Regions from separate parts of the Oryctolagus cuniculus genome. Here region 1 is linked to region 2. A link is a contact called in public Hi-C data. All regions are on one chromosome and are shown on one strand. Each heading gives the region's core, a stretch centred on a gene start, on an enhancer-like site or on the middle of the called end of the contact. The rest is flanking DNA. Distances are from core to core; before and after follow the strand shown.

What was found. A called contact is a pair of places that touch in the nucleus more often than the background predicts.
Region 1: a contact with region 2 is called in a Hi-C map of psoas muscle, with 13 times the contacts expected there. The contact joins two enhancer-like sites. A contact is called at or near these places in 3 of 6 Hi-C or Micro-C datasets (ear pinna, psoas muscle and an unstated tissue).

What each region holds. Positions count from the first base shown.
Region 1 is chr2:191,257,952-191,260,800 of mOryCun1.1, reverse strand. It overlaps E2F6 (E2F transcription factor 6), which reads right to left. Exons shown (of 7, transcript XM_002722396.5): 6 at 2,699-2,822; 7 at 661-2,171. The coding sequence ends at 2,122. Among named protein-coding and RNA genes, the nearest start is that of E2F6, 12 kb to the right of the region's middle. Within about 2 kb of position 1,315, at least 1 of the 8 cell types and tissues checked has an H3K27ac peak or open chromatin away from gene starts, as enhancers often do.
Region 2 is chr2:191,152,108-191,154,807 of mOryCun1.1, reverse strand. All of the region lies in intron 7 of GREB1 (growth regulating estrogen receptor binding 1), which reads left to right. Among named protein-coding and RNA genes, the nearest start is that of NTSR2, 58 kb to the right of the region's middle. Within about 2 kb of position 1,332, at least 1 of the 8 cell types and tissues checked has an H3K27ac peak or open chromatin away from gene starts, as enhancers often do.

The DNA of each region.
Region 1 (2,849 bases), core at 66-2,565, 110 kb before region 2:
AAAACCTGGTTAGTGAACCTGCATCAACGTGGGAAACCCACAGCCCCTGCCCTGGGCACAGGCTGCCCACCAGGAAGGCCCAGCAGCCCCTGCAGATACACGTCTACTCCCGAGAGCCGTGCACAGGCCGCGTGCAGGACAGGAGGACACGGAGGGCAGGGTGCGGCCGGGATGCGGATCTGAGGCAGGGGAGGCTGGGGTCGGAGAAGAGCAAGGGCGCAGAGACGGTTTCCAGCACTAGACGGGGTGTGGCAGGGGCCAGCGAGGTGTGACAAGATCAGCCAGTGAGCCTGGGGCAGGCCTGCAGTGTCCGGTGTGTCAGGTGTGCGTCGCCATCCATGTCCCAGCTGCTCTGCTCCGATCCAGCTCCCTGCTAATGGCCTGGGAAGAGCAGCGGAAGACGGCCCCGATGTCTGGGGCCCTGCGCACACGTGGGAGACACAGACGAAGCTCCTGGCTTTGGCCTGGACTAGCCAGGCGGAGGGTGAACCAGCAGGCAAACGATCTCTGTCTCTCCCTCTCTGGAACTCTTGCTAAAAAACAAAACGAAGAGGTGTGGCCCTCAGCGGAGAGGAGACCCGGGAAACACGGGGCCTCTGAAAGCAAGGCGGGAGGGGCTTGGGATGGGCGGGAGTGAAAAGAAGAGGCAGAACACCAGCAGACGGGGTGGCAAGATGTTCATTTACAGAAGACACAAACACGCAGGGGACTGCTGCCCGCACGTTCCCGCGCGACCCCGGGACCACCAGAAGCAGGACTCCCGGCCTCGGCAGTGCCCCCCTGCTGTCTGGACACCCCCTTCCCCGGTTTTCCTCTCCTTATTCCTTCTTCTGTTCTTAAATGTCCGTGTATTCCTGGTTCTCTTCCCTTCTGCATTCTCTCGACGTGACCCCAGTGTAAACTCTCACACAGAACCTGAACTTGACATCTGTCCAACCCAATACATGGGGTGGGCACCGACTGACACACAAACTCCTTGCCCAAATCCTCATTTTCATTAAGCCTAAAACTCGTTCACCCTATACCCATTGTTCCTATACTATCAAAAAGAAAAAAAAATCCCCAGCTAGCCCAATGACGACGGACAGTGCCCTGTGCTTTTCTTTGGCTTGTTTTAACAACTTCTTGTGAAAGGGTGTGCGTGGATGCTGCGGTGCTGACCCCTGCGCCAGCAAAGCCCAGCACACACACCTGCCGCAGGCAGGCGTCACCAACCCTCACTCTGCCAGCTCAGACACGCAGGGGGCACTCTACAGGTCGGGGCGCTGCCCAGCGCTGGGACGGACGATGACGGTGACAAAGGCCCTCGGGGGCTCACAGTAGAGTGGCCAACGACTGAGCAAGCTGAGGCACGGGGGTGAGTGACTCGCCCCATGAGGTAGAAGAGCCAGGTGCTGGATGGGCGGGGCCAGGGCTGAGGGGGCGGGGCATCACTGCGCACGGAGTACAGAACAGTGCACAGAGCCGGTCTGCAGAACAGCTCGGCTTCCAACCTGCACCACGAGCCGCTGGGACACGGGCACTCTGCAGCAGCTGAGGTCAGCCGCTGTCTGTATCCAGCGTGAACCCTGGGCTCCATATTAAAACACTTTAATTAAACCCGAGGACTCAACCGTGGAGCACAGCCACGGCCCTTCCACACGCAGAAGCCGGGGAAAGCTCTCCTGTAACCCGCACCCAGAGGGGCCTAGCAAGTTAGAGCCCCGAGCTACGAGGGCGCCTGTCCGCCACTGCCCGCGTGCGCGTTATCTGGGCTGTACAGGGTGCGATGCGTCACCTGGACAGAGCTCGTGAGACTTCGCCGTTATACAGATCTGCAGAGACCAGTCAGATTCGCGAGCGCACGCACGAAGCGGTATAAGGCAACCTCTTCCTCCCTCGCGGGGAGGGCCGTGTCCCGGAGCTCCGCTGCCCGTGTGTCCCGAGTCTCGGGAGGCGAGCTGCCCACGTCACTGAGTCGCCGGATGCAGGAACCGAGATCACCCAGCAATCTGGGCAGTGGCCTGCGCAGCGCGGCCGATGCTGTGCTGAGCGCACGTCGGGGAGGATTTATTGCTCGGACGTGACGCAGTTAACCATCCGGGACGTTCGCGACGGCGCAGTCCGTGAACTCAAACACCCTCAGTTGTTCGTCTCAGGCAACGCTTCCCCTTGCTGGGGCGGATTTTCTTCTGAAAAGGCACACAGGAGAGCAGTCGCCTCAGTGAGGGTCTGAGAGGAGAAGGGGCTTCCTTTTTTTTTTTGACAGGCAGAATGGACAGTGAGAGAGAGAGACGAGAGACAGAGAGAAAGGTCTTCCTTTGCCGTTGGTTCACCCTCCAATGGCCACTGAGGCCGGCACACCGCGCTGATCCGATGGCAGGAGCCAGGTACTTCTCCTGGTCTCCCATGGGGTGCAGGGCCTAAGTACTTGGGCCATCCTCCACTGCACTCCCGGGCCACAGCAGAGAGCTGGCCTGGAAGAGGGGCAACCGGGACAGAATCCGGCGCCCGGACCGGGACTAGAACCCGGTGTGCCGGCGCCGCAAGGCGGAGGATTAGCCTAGTGAGTCGTGGCGCCAGCCGGGGCTTACTTTTTAACTCAGGTTTTTGCGGACAGGAAGAGGACAGGTACCTGAAGGTCACAGAGCGCACTCAAAGTCACACACACTGAAACCGCTGGGCTCCATCTTCCCAGCCACAAAGGGCGTGCGTTTACCTTGCTCGGGGCGCTCCGGACCCTTGCTTCTGGCAGCCTTCCTGCTCGGGGGGTCCTGCTGCACCTCACACAGGTACACGTCAATGGGCCCCTTGGTGCTCCTGATGTGCACCGTGACCGAGTCCTGGCGGGGACAAGGACAGCATCGGGA
Region 2 (2,700 bases), core at 83-2,582:
GCCGGGGACGGGCCTGGGCCTCACAGTCAGATGAGTGGATTCAAGACCCCAGCCTGCCCCTCGTCAGCCGGGACACCTTGGGCAGGTCTCCCTACCTGGAGGCGGGGTTCTGCCCCGAGGGTGGTAAGAGGATGAATGAGGTGGTGCCCCTGGGTCGGAGCCCGTGGACCTCTCACTGAGTGGTACCAGCCGTGGCCGTCTGCGGCAGCATCCTCAGTGAGGCTTCCTGGAGGAGGTGATATTGGAGTTGGAGACCGGAAGAGATGGCGCGGGAGGAAGTGAGTGCAGAAGGCTGAGGAAGTGAGGGAATGGGTGAGGGGGAGGTGCGTGAAGGGGTGGGGCGGCCTTCCTGTGGGAGGAGGGGCTTGAGGAAGACAGGGGCAGTGGCACCTGGGGATCTGCTCCCCGTCTCTCAAGCTGGAGCGTTCCCACCACTGTCCCCTGTGCATCCGCCTGCCTGAGCTCAGCATGGGGGCCACCCTCTGTAGCCAGGCTTCCTTCTCGGGCCCCTGGGGTCCCGGTGCTGTCAGCGGAGGTGGTGGAAGGGGTCCAGACCTGAGACACGGGTGGTGGCAAGGTGTGATGGGACCATGCGGCCGTCAGAATGGATGGGCGCCTCTCCGGACGGGATCTGAGCGAGAGAGCCGGGCACCCAGGCTGGGGAGAGCTAGGGGACATAGCGTATTGGAGCGAATGCACCTGGCAGGCCGAGAGCTTGGTCTGTATTCAGACCCAGGCTTGTAAGGGAACAGGTGCCGGTCTTCCTGCTGTTTCTCCTCCCCCTCCCTCTCCTACTAGACGCACACGGGGTTTGCTGGGTGTGAAGCAGGTGACATTCCACCCCAGGTTTTATGAGCCTGGTGTTCCCGGGCTGAGCGCCCGCTTGGCAGCTGGGCAGAGAGGATTCCCCTGGGTGCCTGCCTTAGCGGGGAGGCTGGGACCACCTTAAAGTTAGGAGTCTGGCCGGACTTTGCAATGTAAAATACTGGGCGGCTTCCCAGGCTGCCGCGGGCGCTCGGGCCCCTGTCCCACACAGGCTAATTCCCAATTCCCGAGCACCGTCTCAGCCCAGGCAAGTGTGACTGTCAGGGCAGGGTGGGGAAGGAGCCACCCGCTGAGCGGGGCAGGAAACCTGCGGATCACAGATGGAGTTGTTGGCCCACACAGGGGGTCCTGCTGGCAGTTAGTGCACCGACTGGGCTGCGTCATGGAGAACCAGGTCCCCGAAGGTCACGAGACCTTGGCACTGCCGGGACGGCTCCTGGGGCCATCGTGCGGGGAGAGCTCCCGGGCTCAGAGTCCCCGAGGGAGGAGGAGCTGGCAGGCTGCTGCGTCTGTCGGGGAGCAGCTCCGTGCACTGGGAGGGACGCTGGGAGAGCCAGGGGCTTGGTGTCACAGGGCGGCGACAGCGGCCACCGCCAAGGTTGCAGGCAGGGAGGAAGGAGCCCACGAGTTTGAGTTCTTTGTACCCTCTTTGTGCTTTACATTTTTTCATGTTAAAAACATAACGACTTTATTTCTTTGAGAGGCAGGCGAACAGAGCTCCTATCCATTGCTTCATCTCCAGATGTCTGCAATGGCCAACGGTGGCAGCTGGGAGCCGGGAACTCAACCCGGGTCTCCCCTGTGGGAGGCAGGGGCCGGGTCACTTGAACCATCACCATTGCCTTAGCAGGAAGCTGGAGCAGGGGCTGGAGCTGGGGCCTGAACCCAGACGCTCTGGTGGGGCGCAGGTGCCTCACTGCTAGGCTAAATGCCCGCCCGTTGGACCTTTGTGTCCACTTCCTAAAGCAGGGGAAGAAATGCTTCGGGGCTACTTTCAGGAGTGGGCGGCGTGCGGCAGGATGAGCTGGGCAGCTCGTGAGGGTGGTGAGCTGATTCCCGGGCCCCGGATGGACTGCTCTAGTGAGCGCACGCCCGTCTGTGCGGCCCCTCCTCCATCATACCTGGGGAGGCGCTGCTCTCCTAGGCTGGGCTCTGCCCCGCGTGGGTGGGCCAGGGAGCTCCGGGCAGCAGATGCCGGGCCCCCACCTGCAGGCTGGGAGGGGGTCGAGTCTGCTGCAGGTGGCACTCGGTGGGGACACGGAGCTGCATGTGTGGGGGAGCTTTCTGTCACATCGGCAGAGAAGCCGCGGTAACTTCTGGGTACTGCGCCTCACTGGGACTCCAGCCTGGAGCGCGTTGTTGGCTGGGGTGGGCTGGAGGGCTCACGAGCAGCACGGCTGCTGGCTTCTGCACCCAGTGGGCTTTCCAGTCTGAAGTTAGCTGGGGTGGGCAGGGCCGCACAGATGGGTCGGTGCTGCCCCCACGTGGTGACGCTGGGCTGGTGACTGGAATGTGGCTGCAGCTCCTCTCCCAAAACACGTTTTCTCTCCCTCCCGAGTCTTGGGAGATACATGGGAAATGTACAGATGGTGGCCACGGAGCCACCATTCTTGCGTGTCGCACAAGGTGCTCTCTGTGGTCCTGATGGATCCACTTTCAGAGTAGGTCTGATGATCCCATTTTAGAGATAGAAGAACCCAAGGTTACCACGTGCACCCCTGTGGGATGTGACATTTACAGAATGGACAGCGCGTTCCTTATGCCTGGGTCTTTCCTCGGATGGCTCAAACCCTCACGGAGCCGTGATTTAAAAATAAAATATCACACACGTGTTCTCCAAATCAGGGCGGCGGGGTGGGGGTGTTCTCTCGGGGG